2 separate regions of the Mus musculus genome follow, and region 1 is linked to region 2. A link is a contact called in public promoter capture Hi-C data. All regions are on one chromosome and are shown on one strand. Each heading gives the region's core, a stretch centred on a gene start, on an enhancer-like site or on the middle of the called end of the contact. The rest is flanking DNA. Distances are from core to core; before and after follow the strand shown. Region 1 holds the start of Liph (lipase, member H). Region 2 overlaps Vps8 (VPS8 CORVET complex subunit).

What was found. Promoter capture Hi-C pulls out the DNA fragments that hold promoters and counts their contacts.
Region 1: a promoter capture Hi-C map of embryonic stem cells shows a contact between it and region 2, with 2.3 times the contacts expected there. The contact joins two enhancer-like sites. A contact is called at or near these places in 6 of 39 promoter capture datasets (the C10 cell line, the HPC-7 cell line, cranial neural crest and 3 more), 1 of 15 datasets of contacts at CTCF or cohesin (large pre-B cells) and 2 of 115 datasets of contacts at active chromatin or transcription factors (the SCID.adh cell line and large pre-B cells).

What each region holds. Positions count from the first base shown.
Region 1 is chr16:21,994,671-22,001,795 of GRCm38.p6, forward strand. Liph (lipase, member H) reads right to left here and starts at 872. Exons shown (of 10, transcript NM_001083894.1): 1 at 651-872. The coding sequence starts at 699. Within about 2 kb of position 5,456, at least 21 of the 459 cell types and tissues checked have an H3K27ac peak or open chromatin away from gene starts, as enhancers often do.
Region 2 is chr16:21,444,886-21,451,865 of GRCm38.p6, forward strand. It overlaps Vps8 (VPS8 CORVET complex subunit), which reads left to right. Exons shown (of 47, transcript NM_001285893.1): 6 at 2,370-2,402; 7 at 3,464-3,518. Among named protein-coding and RNA genes, the nearest start is that of Vps8, 25 kb to the left of the region's middle. Within about 2 kb of position 2,771, at least 12 of the 459 cell types and tissues checked have an H3K27ac peak or open chromatin away from gene starts, as enhancers often do.

The sequences.
Region 1 (7,125 bases), core at 4,206-6,705, 550 kb after region 2:
ATTGAACCCAGAATGTTATACATACTAGGCATATATTCTATGACTGAACTACATCCATGGCCTGGCAATTAATAATTTTTAAGATATAAATATATCACATACTATTATAAGGAATTTATTTATATGAAATTATTATTTTTGTAACAGTGGTTTAAATACACCTAAATAAATACACGAAAGTATACAAATTTACCATTGCAAAAAAATATAAAACAAAAAAAGAGAAAATGAGTTCGAGGCCAGCCTGGTCTACAGAGTGAGTTCCAGGACAGCCAAGGCTACACAGAGAAACCCTGTCTCGAAAAAACAAAAAAAGAGGGAGAGAGAGAAAGAGAGAGAGAGAGAGAGAGAGAGAGAGAGAGAGAGACTTCTCTACGTAAACATCACAAAATAAATTTTTACAGTTTCAAAAAATAAGTTATTTAATTTTATGTAGGTCAGAAGACACAATTTAACTAAGAAAAAATTAATACTACCCTTAGCCTTTTCAAGTTAACTCAAGAGATAAGGGTTTGATCTATGGTTGAGAGGGAAAAAAAAAAATCACCATAAGGAAGCTCATTTTACCCATAGCTCCTGGCCTCAAATATGCTCACATAGAACTTTGACGTCCACTAATACTTCTTAAAGACATTGGCTAAATGACCTACCTGATTTCACCAAGCACATGAAACTGATGAAAAAACATAGCCTCAGCATAGGGAACCTCAAGAGATCATGTGCCCCAAACACGAGGACGTGTCGCACTCCGCACAGAGCCTGGCGTTCCCGCGTTCCCGCGTCCCACCCTGAAGTCTGGCTTTCTCGAAGCGAGTGAGTCCGTGACAACAGGAAGTCCCCGAGGGAGGCTCTGTGGCCCTGTTAGTCCTGTCAGGATCTTTGGCTCCTCCTCTTTGCAATAAAAGGTCTGGGACTTTCTGCTTGCACAATTGGTGCATATGTTAATGTGTCATTTGCATTTGAAGGATGCCGAGTAAAAGGTTTCCTTCTTCGTGGGCGGTTTCCTAGCTGTTTGGCTTGGTGTGTTGAAATCAACCTCATTTGGAATCCTTTTCCTTTATGAATGAATCCCGGATGACAAATCCGGGTCAGTATTCTCCTATCGCCACTATGTATACAAAGCCACGTTCATGTTAACTCCAAGGTCTCCACAGAGCTGTCTTTAGACTTTTATTAAAAACATTTCATTGAGTTCAGCTATACAGCCTAATTTACGAATCTCTCTATGCTTCAGAGTTGTACTTAGCTTGCTTACTTCTCATCCAGAGTCCTGGTCTCCCTCATAACTGAGTTTTTATTTTTGCATTTTATTTACTGAGTGTGGCAGGTGAGTGTGGGTTGCAGTCCCTGTCCTTCCGTTGCATAGTCTTGGGGTCAGGCCTGGGGACAAGCACCTTTACCCGCTGTGCAATCTCACCCATCCAGTTGTCGTCTTAAAGGGGAAGAACACATCTACATCTTTCCAACCTTTCTAAGGCCTACACTAGAAGTAACCAATCCTTCTGCTCTGTGAGGTTATTGTGGGTGAGGGTACTTTGGCAGTAAAGAGTGTACCTAGCCTAGATGGAAAGGCAGGTCACTAATGACAGGATACACTGCAAAGTGATGTAACCCTCTTTGTAGTGAAAATTCCCCTAATCATAAGTTTCTGGGTATTTGAAAACCTTAAAAATAGTAAGGACAAAACCTAACAACAAAAAAACCCCACATTTTCACTCAAACATCAGGCATAAGCCATTAGTCATTTAGCATTGTCGAGGTGCCTGTGTCAAGTGCTTCTTGACAGAGGTATGTGGCCTCAATAAATAAAACATTTATGTTCTGTGTGTCTCAACTTTCTCAATCATGAAATGAAGATAAGATCTCTTGACTCACGGGGTTATGCAGACTAAATGAGGTATGTGAGCTCAAGTCTTCAACACTATGCCTGCTGCCAAAGTAATTGCTCCTGCCTCTTGCTAACTCCAGGTACTATCTTCCAGGTCACACAGCTGACACTGTCCCCACCCCTCTGAAGACTTGCTATAGAACAGAGAAGGGGAGCCGGGCAGTGGTGGGAGGCCAGCCTGGTCTACAAAGTGAGTTCCAGGACAGCCAGGGCTATAGAGAGAAACCCGGTGTCTTGAAAAACCAAACCAAAACAAAACAAAGAAAACCTGAGAAGGGGGCTTCAGGAGGAACTTGAGGAATGAGGGCCTCCTAGACCTTTTGAGAACTGTAGTGGGCTTTGCTTTTCTGTCCTGTCGGGAAATGAATTAAGGAACTGTAAACAGGAAACCCAACTCAACCCGCTTTTCTGCTTTGCACTTGCTCTAAGCCTTGCTCCTTTGAAAACAAGGGCTCTGGAGGACAGAGAGTTGTTCTGTCTCTTTAATGAACCTGCCCTGGAATGTGCCGCTCCCTGCTGGGTCAGTGTACCCACCTGATAAGTATTTGTTGAGTTCCCATCAGTCTAAAGTGCTTATCTGGACCTAGCCAATGTACTTTAGGGGCGAAACTATCCGATCCTCAGTTACAGGAATAAGGGTCACTCTGCAGGGTGGTCTTCTAGATGTTATTAATGGTTAGAGCACAGAAGTTCCCCTAACCTCATGGCTGGGTGCTCAGTTTTCATTCCAGCATTAAATGCAGCAGAGAAGCAATGGAGGAATCCATTCTTTCTCCTTTAGAGGAGTAAGAAATATTGACAGTGTAATAACAAGTACCAACTGTGCAATAGGAAAACAAAACCCTCCAAAGGTGGGGGAGAAGAGGAGTGTAGATGTGAGTCAGCACAGGACTCTTATCTGTTTAGTGGGTGGAGATGGGATCCAGGACCTTGGGCTAAGCAGGTGCTCTACCACCAGGCTGCCTGCCTCCCCAGCCCTGCAAGGGATCCTTCAATGGAGGAATACTTCTGTACTTTAATTGGGTGGTATCCATACAAATCCATGCAGTGAGATTACAGAGAAACACACACAGAGACACACACGTGCACATGTGGTGCTGACAGAGTCTCTGGGTTGTACCAATGTCTACTATTTTCTGGTTTTGGTAGAATGTTACTACTTTCATAAGATGTTGCGCTGATGGGAAACTGGGTGTGTACACACAAGGACCTTCTACTGCTTTTGAAATGTCTTGCCAACCAATAATTATTTCAAAGTAAAATGTGTTTTTAAAACTTACAAAAATGGGTCAACTCTTACAGTCACTGAAAGAGCATTAATTTAAAGGAATTCTGAGGAAGCCCCCATCTTTTTCTCCACCAGCTGATCAAGAAGCTCTCAATTCCTATGGCCCTATTAAGGGATAATTCACAAATGTCACTATTGTCCTCAGCCCAGCCTTTTAGCATCACCATCTTTATTTAGTGTAGTTTTTTCATTCAGAGCCTCACCTGGTGTCGAACTTGCAGGCAATGAACTTCCTGTACTCCTGCCTCAGGCTCCCAATTGCTGGAACTCTCTCTATGTGTGAATCACCACAGCTGCCTCTCCAGCCTACAGTGTGCTGTGTGCTTACTTGTTCTGCTTCCTCTTCTCCCCACTCACCACAGACAGCAGGGTGGAAAGGGGCAGTCCAGCTTCTAGTGCATGGACTGGGAGGGCAGGTATGCGGGTGTGAAGGTACTGGGGAAAGGTAGTTTGATTATTCTCTATTTGACAGCCAGGAGAGGTGACCTGTGTCCCGGCCAAGTAGCCGTATGACTCACTGTAACACGCTCTTGCCAACCTGCTGTCTCTCACTTGGAATACAAGTTCAGAAAGATGAGTCAGTTTCCTCGACTCATCCAACAGAGAGGTTAGATTTATACTCCCCAAACTATGCCTTTCTTCCCTCTTGCCCTCCCTCCCTTCCTTTCTTCTTTTTTCTCCTCCTCTTCCCCACATTTCTTAACAAGCAGATGAACTGACTGAAACTCACAGTGGAAGAAGAGAACTCCTAAAAGTTGTCCTTTGACCTCCACATGCATGGGTGCAAATAATAATAATAATAGCAATAACAATGACAATAATAAAGTAATAATAAAATGCTTTAAAAGTATTTTTCTGGGCTTAGTGGGTAAGAGCACTTGTTCTGCAGACACGAGGGCCTGAGTTCAAGTCTCCAGTCCCCATGTTAAAAGTCAGATGTGCATAGAGTCACACACCTGTAAAACCAAAGTTGTGGACAGAGACAAATGAATAGGAAGAAAAGAGAGCAGACTTCTGAGCAAATAGGAAGAAAAGGTAGATGAATAGGATGAATAGGAAGAAAAGTAGCAGACTTCATGAGATACTTTGTCTTGAAGGAATAAGGCAAGGAGCATGTCCTCCTCTGACCCAGAGGACACTTGTGCCCACATACAACACAATCACACAATTACACACGCACACACACACACACACACACACACACACACACACACCGCAGGCCTCATAATATCAACCACAAAGAAAGCTAAACATTGTTTCTAGACATGATGGTTACAACAGGAGGACAATTTGAGGTCAGGACCACTCTGAATTCCCAGCCCAGACAACACAGGGAGTGAAGAATCTTACTTCGTTGGAGGTTGGGGGACTAATGGTTTTTCTCATGGCATCAAATTATATGTTTAGAAAGCATGGATTCCAGCCAGGCAGTGGTGGCACACATCTTTATTTCCAGAACTTGAGAGGCAGAGGCAAGCAGATCTCTGAGTTTGGGGCTAGCCTGATCTACATAGTGAGTTCCAGGACAACCAGGGCTACACTTAAAAACCCCTGTCTCAAACAAAACAAAACAAAACAAAACAAAACAAAACAAAACAAAACAACAATAACAACAACAACAAAAACAAAACCACACCAAACCAACCAAACAAACAAACAAACAAACAAACAGGAAAGCATGAGAGTGTAGTAATTAAAATTGGCTGAGTGTCATGGTGCATACCTTTAACCCCTGAGGCATGAGGATCCGGAGTTTGAAGTTAGCCAAGGCTATACAGAGAGACACAGCCTCAAAAACAAAACAAATACAAGGAAGCAGGGCATACCCTGGACTTGAATAGTCATGGAATGTTACACAGAAACCTAGGGATGTAAAATCAAACAAGGCAATAGCAAACTGCTTTGTCCTGTTAAAAGTTCTAAAACAAACACAATTTAATAAGGTCTGAGGAACAGCCAGCATCTGATGAATTCTCTTTTGGTACCATGGACTTTAGACTCATTTGGATCTTGAATTGTTATGTCAAAATTGAATGCAAGGAGTAAAGAAACCAAAATGGCTGCTCTGTGTATGGAAAAGGGGAAAGTTTATTCCAAACTGCCACAGCTATCTTCTCAGGAAAACAGAGAGAAGCAAGAGGGGCAAAATCTCCAGGGTTATAAGAAAAATGGGAACATGTTAGCTGGGGTGTGGAGGCTTTGAAGTGTATACAGGTTACTGTGGGTAACCTGGGGCTGAAAGAGCCTGGAGGCCAGCATGGAGATTGGTATGCTGAGAGGCACCACAGGCATGTGTTAGGAATGGTGGAGTCTTATGTCCCTTCTGCTGGAGATAGGGGAATGACTCCTTTAAGCTACTGAGAACCAGTTTCACAAGTTTCTGAGGAAGGCTGGTTTTTAATCCAGAAATACGACTATAGTCCAGGACTGCCTTTCAGAAATTGGAGGAATGGAGTTTCCTTTAGACCTAACAAATGTTTTTATTAGAGCCAGATTTATTTTAGTTTTGTAGCATCTAGAATTGTCATTCAACAATCTCCAAGGATACCTGAGGCGGGTGCAGTGCTGTCAATGTAAGAAGCAGCACTGTGGAAGAGCTCCACAGTGTGGAAGGTCAGCCCTGTCTGTGACCAACAACTAGGTCATCATTTGGAATGGTTAGGAGCCATCTGGGCTCACGCAGCCTTGGTCCACAGGATATTCTCTGAGAGAAAGCTTCTCTTCAGTGTCCTTGGTTTCAATGTTGTCTAGCCACCAAAGTGTGTACATGTATCTGTATGTGTGCGTGTCTCTCTCTGTCTCTCTCCTGTGTGAGTATGTGTGTATATCTCTCTCTGTCCCTGTCTCTGTCCCTGTCTCTGTCCCTGTGTCCCTGTCTTTGTTTCTCTTTGTGTTTCTCTCTCTCTCTCTCTCTCTCTCTCTCTGTGTGTGTGTATGTGTGTGTGTGTACACTCTTGATATAGAGTTGCTATGTAGCCCAGACTGACTTGGGAACCGAGTATTTTGTCTTAGGGTTCTGAGATCTGGAATCCCAAGCGTGCACTGCCATATCTACCTTCAGATCTATATTTTAAATCAAACCACTCTGAGAACATCTAAATTTCATGGAAAAGCCAACCACTTAATAACTTTTTTTTTATATTTTGTTATTGTGGTGTACATGAGCTTATGCCAATTTCATAATGATAACAGACACTGTTTTAGCAATGATTCCAGAACATATTCTACGTGCAGAATTATGATCTGGGTCTCTGTGTGACCTCTGGCATTTGTTTTGTGTGATTACCATGTGCTGAGCCTGGGTGAGGTCCTATATTAAGGTGATGATTTAGAACATGAGCACCCAAACACGCCAGGTCCCAGAGACATTCCCTGCCTGGATGGTGTCTCATGCCTGCAGGCTGGAGAGATGGTTCAGAGGATACGGGCACGTTTTGCCTTTCCAGAGGAGAGAGGTTCAAGCCCCAGTAGCCATCAGGTGGCTTTCAATCTATAACTGCAGTTCCATGGAATCTGACGCCCTCTCTTGGCCTCTGCTGGCACCTACATGCACATGCACAAACACAACACACAAGCAGACATAGAGAAATGCATATAATCTCAGAAGTAAAATAAACCTTAAAAATATGGGGGCTGAAGAGATGGCTCACTGGTTAGAAGCACTGACTGCTCTTTCAGAGGCCCCAGGTTTGGTTACCAGTGCTTATGTGGTGTTCACATAAGCTGAAAGTGCTCACAACCATCTATGACTCCAGATCCAGAGAACCCAATGCCCTCCTCTGGGTGCTGCAGGCACTGTATGCACAGAATGTACAGACATATGTGCAAACAAACTCCCACCCCCAGCTGCCCTGAGCAGCCTGCTATCCTGGCTAAACCCCCATTCTGCTACCTCTCAGCCCACTTTCATCAGACCTGCTGAGTCAGAACCATAAATCCCCATCAGAGG
Region 2 (6,980 bases), core at 1,521-4,020:
GGTGAGACAGTAGGAGTCATGACGTGTGCTTGTGTTTTAGTTTTCAGTTCTGTCAGAGAACTCACTTCTGCAGGTAGTTCCCTTCTGATGTTCGTCCTGGGCAGCAGCGAGGGTGTCCTGAGCCCGCTGATGCACATAGCCTCAGACATGATGTTACATAGAGATAGTCACGTTGTGGAGACTGGGCAGTGCCCTTCCTCTGTTAGGCGGAGAGGAACTCATGCTTGCCAGAATGGAAACCACCTGTTGAGGATCATGTTTCCATGACATTTTCTGAATTTAATCCTTATGTAGGTGATGAAAGTCATTCCTTTCAAAAATCAAGACAAACCAGGGCAGTCATTTGACCCACCTGTGCAGTTTAAAAAATATTTTGAGTAGTGGAGACTGAGCTAGAACTCAGACACTGAGCGCTGATTAGTTAAGCCTGTTGTTTAGAAGGGGTTTCCCTGCGCCTTGAGGAGGAGGAGGCAGTTCTGATAAACCCCAGAGTGTCAGCACTCTGTTCTCTCCACATAGCTCTGGCTAGCTGCTTTGACAAGCTCACATAGCGCTGCTCTTCCTGCGCCTCCGGGCTTGCTTCTCTGACCTCGGATTAGCAGCTCTTGGTGAAGTTGCATGCTTTTCTGTGATGGCTGGCTTATTAACATGTAAAGCTGGTTCTCTGTGGGGTACTTTCCCTGGATGGTTGCTCAGTTGTGGCTTTAGCCCTGTGCAGCGATTCTATCAGGTGGAGTCCATGGATGAAAAACACTTTGGAAACATGATATTTTTGAGTCTTACTGTTTAGTTTTGGGACCCGTCTCAAAGTAATGTGACATATGACTATATTTAAAATACATTGGAATTACATTGTTAAGGAATATACCATTTTAAGGATGAACCTAAGTAAGGTACTATACATGCCTCAGCACAATGTTTTATTATTGTTTAAAAACATGCCCACTGTGCCAGACTCTCGTGGGGTGACTACTAAAATGCAGGTTTTTGGATCACCTTCTGACTCGAGCCATTAGTGGAAGAGCACTGGGACCTGCATTCTCAGTAATATCCCAGCAGGGTCAGGGTGGCTTTCAAGAAGCACTGCCCTAGGTGCTGCAGCACTGTCACTAATTGCATAATTTAATTATGAATTTTGTCCTTCCCTTCCTCTCCTCCATCTCCCCCTCCCTCACCCCCACTAGCTGTGCCTTAGCTCACTGCTCAGCCACCTTACCTGTGCCTTAGCTCAGTGCTCAGCCACCCCACCTCTGCTTTAGCTCACTGCCCTGCCAGGCCACTTGACTTTCCCATTTTTGTCTTTCCCATTCATCTCGATTTCGAGAGTGTTTTTATTTTTTAGTTAGCATAGAAGATTGAAGGTTTCCTTATGGCACTTTGATAACATTTACTTTTGGTCTACCCATCCATCCCCTACACCCTTCTCCTTTATTTTCCTGCTCCACCCCAGGAGAATTCCAATTTAGTGTTGAAATGATTCCCACATCTGTCCTTTATATCTTTTGAAGTCAGATGGCTTCTGCATTCAGTTGAATGTGGTTCATGCTTTTCATCTGAGCTCTCTCATCCCTGCTTTTCTCCATGCAGGACAGAATACAAATCGTGCATGAGATATTTATATCAGGCCGTGGGTCAGCTCTGGACGTTGGGTGAAGGTGCTGCCCCAGTGCAGTGTCACCCAAGCTGTGATGATTACCTCAGGCTATGTAAGCCTCAGATGGACACCTGTGTAGCGTTCTTTGCACCTAATACAGTCCACAGGACGCGTGTTAGGATTGATAGAGCAGGACTTGTTAGTTTTCTGAATGCATGGAGATTACTATCAGACAGCTGGTGGCTTTTGTGTTGTTGTGGTCACTGGGGAGGTGCTGACGTGGTACTTCATGTTTGGCCTCACCATGTCTGACAATGGACTCGTTGTTCCCCATGGATGGTGGGCTTCATTTCAATGGTGGAGTTAATCTGCTGGAGGGAAGCCTCCTCCTAAGACATGGGGTGCCTGCAGCACGTTCCCCTTTTCTGAAAATTTTGATTCTGCTCTTTTAGTCCTGTAGACTCTAGTCTGTTCACATTATGGGAAACAGGCCTCCTTCTTCTCTTTATTCACTTTATTTCTTTATTTTTTATTAGAAATACTGTATTTCTAATTAGTACCCAGAGTTTCTGTTACAGTTAGTTAAATACAACCGTCTGCTTTCCCACTTGTTGATTGCTGTCCATAGCTTTGGAATAGAGCTGACTGGAGGGGCAGGCCAAGGGCGCACTTCTCACCTAAGTTGTTCAGTCAGAGTGTGCACAAAGAGAGACTGCATGCTTACTTTCAATGCTGTTATCTTTTTCAAATTCTTCTTTTTTAAAATCTCATTTAGGACAAAGTAGATGCTGGCTTGCCTACAGCAATTGTAAGTATACCTTTTAACCCTTAAGGTAAGATTTTTAATTTCACTGAGCTCTCAGGTTTATTCTTAAACTATTCAGTGCTATTACAATAAATTCTTAAGCTATGTGGTTAGTAGTCGCGTTTAAAGCTTGGTCATGTTGGATTTTGGCTTCTCTACTTTATTGTTTAGCTCTTAGGTTTGCTTGAGAGCAGGTAATGTAGCAATAGACCTTTTCAGCATTAGCTCGCCTGTGAGCTGCGTCCCTTGTTCTGTAAGGACTGGACTAGCATGAGTGAGCTCACTCTGCAATTCACACTCCACAGCTATGGACCCCAGGGCCAGGCCTGCACAGAGTGTCAGGAGTGGCTGGGGCAAGCTAAAGGAGCCTCGGAAGTGCATTAAGGACCTGTCTTCTGGTTCTCTTCAGCTGCCTCCATGGCTTTCCCATTAGTCACCGCTGAAGAAGTGGGCTCAAGTGGAACATTCTGGTGTCCCTGGCCCGCTGGTGATAAACTGGAGAAAAGTCTTCTCATCCCCCACATTGCAAGAGGCCCTGTGTGGCAATATAAGCACCTCTTTAGTGGGCTGCCGGGGAGGGGTGGTTTTTCTTTTTTAATTTTAAAGTTGCTTTAACAGTGGTTCTCAACCTTCCCTGAGTGCAACCTCTTAATACAGTTGCTCATGTTGTGGTGACCCCCAGTCATAAACTTATTTTTGTTACTACTCCATAACTGTAATTTTGCTACTGTTATGAATTGTAACATAAATATCTGTGTTTTCTGATGGTCTTAGGGGACCCCTTTGAAAGGGTCATTTGACACCCCCCCCAAAGGAGTTGTGATTCATAGGTTGAGAACTGAAGATTTAAAGGCAGCCAAATGACTAGCTTATATATAATATTGAATATATGGTATTTTAATAACACTTCTCTTAAACTTAGATGAATTCTTAGAAGTGACCGTGCCCTAGGTGATTTCTCGCTTTGCTCCCTGGGTGTTGTGGCTTATTTCGGCGGCTGGCACATCAGCTGGAGCCTGGAGGAAAGCCGAGTCAGCACTGATTGCTCTCCCTTCCCTTTCCAGGCCGTGTCCAGTCTGATAGCGGTGGGAACGTCTCACGGACTGGCTTTAATATTTGGTAATTTTCTAACTACTTTCTTATTTTGAATATTAAGATTCCTTTTGGGTTTTATAATGTCCTTTAATTGCATTTTATACGGTAAACTTGATTTTCATGGATGCAACAGGGAAAACATGAAGAAGCATGAGTTGGTATTTTTAAGTTAGAAATGACTGCTGGTGGCTTCCTTCAGCTACACACTGCACGTCTCTCCTCCCTTATGAATATTGAGGTGTGTATGCCAGCACAGCTGCTGGCGTTCTCTGCACCTACGCAGAGGAATGATGTTGGAAAGAGCCTTGGCTTGTCAGCATGTCTCCCTCCGGCTGGTGGTGATAATAATTTTTTTATTCTAAGTCAGATTCCAGTCATGGGTGCTCAAAACAGTCTTCAGGGAAGTGGGTTCCCCAGGTTTCTGAGTCATTTCCATTGTAAATCTTTCTAAACTGAAAAAAAAATGTTACCCTGTAATTAGCTTGTTTTCTAAGTTAAGAGAGCACGGATAGCCCATTGCACAGTAGAAACTGTGGCATTCCATCATTTTCCTCTGAGCCTAATCAGTTTCATTAGTCCCTTGCCTTTGAATTCAGTATACAAGCAGACTGTTTTGATCTATTTAAACATTTAAAATCCATCAGATAATATGCTTGGCTCTTTGTGTGTGTGAGTGTTCTCCTCTGGGTCTCAAGATGTGTACTTCTTTTTTAAGTGGGAAAATAGCAAGAACTGCTCAGTAAGGGCTATGCAAGGGTGCTTTACTAACAGAGCCATAGTTTGATTTCTGTGGAGTCTTAGATTTTTACCATACATGCGAATAACTAGTTATTTTCCATTGTTACTGAACAATTTGACTTTCCATTTATAAATTTTCCATTATTCCAAAAGCTTTATTTAACATTTAATTGTAATACCTATTCTTTTCAAATGTGGTTGATTTAAATAATTGTTTTATTTCTTGAAAAGCAGAAGATTAGAAACCCAAGTGTAATTTCCTTGAGAGAATTTTAGAATTGAATCTTTAAATGGTAGCTCTTTCTTTATAATTGATATGTATCTATAGTAGAAAATGTACAAAAGTGTAGGTGTGCACAAGTTGGAAAATATAAAATGTCAAATTCTAATATCTAGGGGTAATCTATATAGCACTTCTGATAGCCATTCAGCCTTTATCCCATATATGTATATAGGTGTGTGCATACTCCCTAGTGAGACCATGATAATTAGAGCCTGCTTTCGTAACAGCAGTTCCTTCCCTGCATTTCTATATTTGCATCTTCTTTGTTCATTTGAGATGTCTCACTGTGTAGCTTAGGCTTGCCCAGAACTTGCTATATGGCCTGGACGGGCCACAGACTCAAGGTGGCCATCTTGCCTTAGCCTCCCAGTGTTGAGAGCACGGGCCTGGAACATTGTTTTAATGGACACACAACATCCTTTCAAATGGATTCATAGCTCAAGAAAGCCACTTAAGCTGTTTCTAAACAGTAGTGTCACGTGCAGCTGTGTTTCTGTACTTTTTGCATATGATCACTTTTAAAAAAGTTCCTGCAAGTGGTCTGGGACATGAGCATTAAAGATACTTCATGTTCTTGCCTTATTGCCTTCCAGAAAACTCTATGAGCATGGTCTCCGGTAGGTGGGAGGGCCTTGTTTCCTTCAGGGTTATAATTTATTAGATCATTAGACTCCGGGGTAGGCTCTCACGGTCTTGTTGCAGTGCTCTAACGTCAAGTGCAGGAAGTGATTGAGGCCAGGGCTAAGGGATGTGCACAGGATTATGATACTGCTTCCTAGATCCAGCGTTTTAAGCAGTTCTTTTTCCTGAAAGAAAAGAGGCAGAACTGTAAGAAATGAAAAAGGACTGAAGATGACGGCAGGCAGAGCATACTCGCGTGCTTATCTGCCAGGGGATGTATGTTGATGTTTTCCTTTCCCTTCAGTAGTGGTCAGTTTTCCTCAGCTCGGCACTAATCCAGAGGTCAGAAGAGTGCCTGCTTACCGTCTCCGGGCGGTGCTTATTGCAGACAAGTCTGCTAACACGAAAGAGTGCATGCTATGATGCTGTCTCTCATTGCCTTGCACCTGCCTGCTGTTTGTCTAAACTCCTCAGGGTTTCTTTCTGTAGATGTGGTGAAATTGTCTTTTCTTATGGCTTCACATGGAAGACAGTATGCCAGAGTGGACGGACGTTCTGTGGGAGAACAACAGTACTCTGGTTTTGCATTGAATTTTAACAGTACAGCTAATACATTTCACTGGTTGTTTGTAAGAGACAAATGTTTGGACATTGCTTTCAAACAGATGCATTCAAATATGCTAAAAAGCTCAGAAACAAATGGCAGACACTACAAAGTGTCTAGACTAGCCATCGGGCTTGGTTGCCGGGTGGTGTTGGCACATAGAGGCAGAGGCAGGCAGGTCTCTGAGTTGGAGACCAACACAGTCAGCAGAGCGAGTTCCAGGACAGCCAGGGCCACACAGAGAAACCCTGCCTTTGTTTATCACAGAAGAATCCTAACAGCAAGACTGACTTTGATCACCACTAGGGTCTCTGTGGAACAGGTCCGAGCCATGAAGACAGTGACCCCCATGTCTGAAAGGCCTGCGCAGTTACAGCGGGTGGCACTTGGTGTGTCTTGTGCATTTCTCACCTACGTAGGGCTTCCTCCTCCGTTTCCATTCGTCCCTGGTGTGCACTGGTGATGTGTCTGTGACTTGTTTTGTTTGTGTTTAACGGGATCATGCCTTTGCTTACCTGCTCTAATTTGAATGTTGCATGTTTTCTCTTTCCCCAGAGCCAATCCCTGATTGTTACCACAAACATTAGGAACACCTCTTAAGCAAAGTCAGTGTCTGCCACTCGTGCAGACACACAAAGCTCACCACTCACCTGCATTTCTCTCTGAACTTTTGAACTGATTTCTTGCCTTTTCTCCCTCTCTTTTGATCTTTTCTCCATGGATTCAAAAGGAAAAGGTATAGTAAATTTGGTATGCATGAACAGTTCCTTTTCTTTTGAGCTTTTTAATGTTGAAAGCAAGTATTGTCAATTACACTTAAGCCTTCTTAGAAAAGAAAAATAAATCGCTACTTAAAAATTGGTTAAAATAGGCATTGTGAAAAATTAAAAAATATATGCATATTTTAAATGCTTTATTTTAGCTAAAAATATGGGATTCCTTTAGGTAGCTGTCAGAATGTTCTGTTTCCTCTGGTCTTTTCAGTTCTGAGCCTTTTCTTGAAGCTTGTGCTGTCCAGTGGAGGTCTGCAGTAATGTTATTTTTGTCATAAACTTTATCAGTAATGAGCCACTCAGGATTTAAGCACCTCTCAGTTAATGCATGAGTACAGGATTCTGTTCTAACACAACGTTGCTTCAGTCTTTAATGTAATGTTATCTTGTTGCTATCCAGTTTCTTGACACTTTTGTGAAGTAACTGGCCTTTTCCAGGCGTTTCTGAAACACCTGTTCTGTGCTCA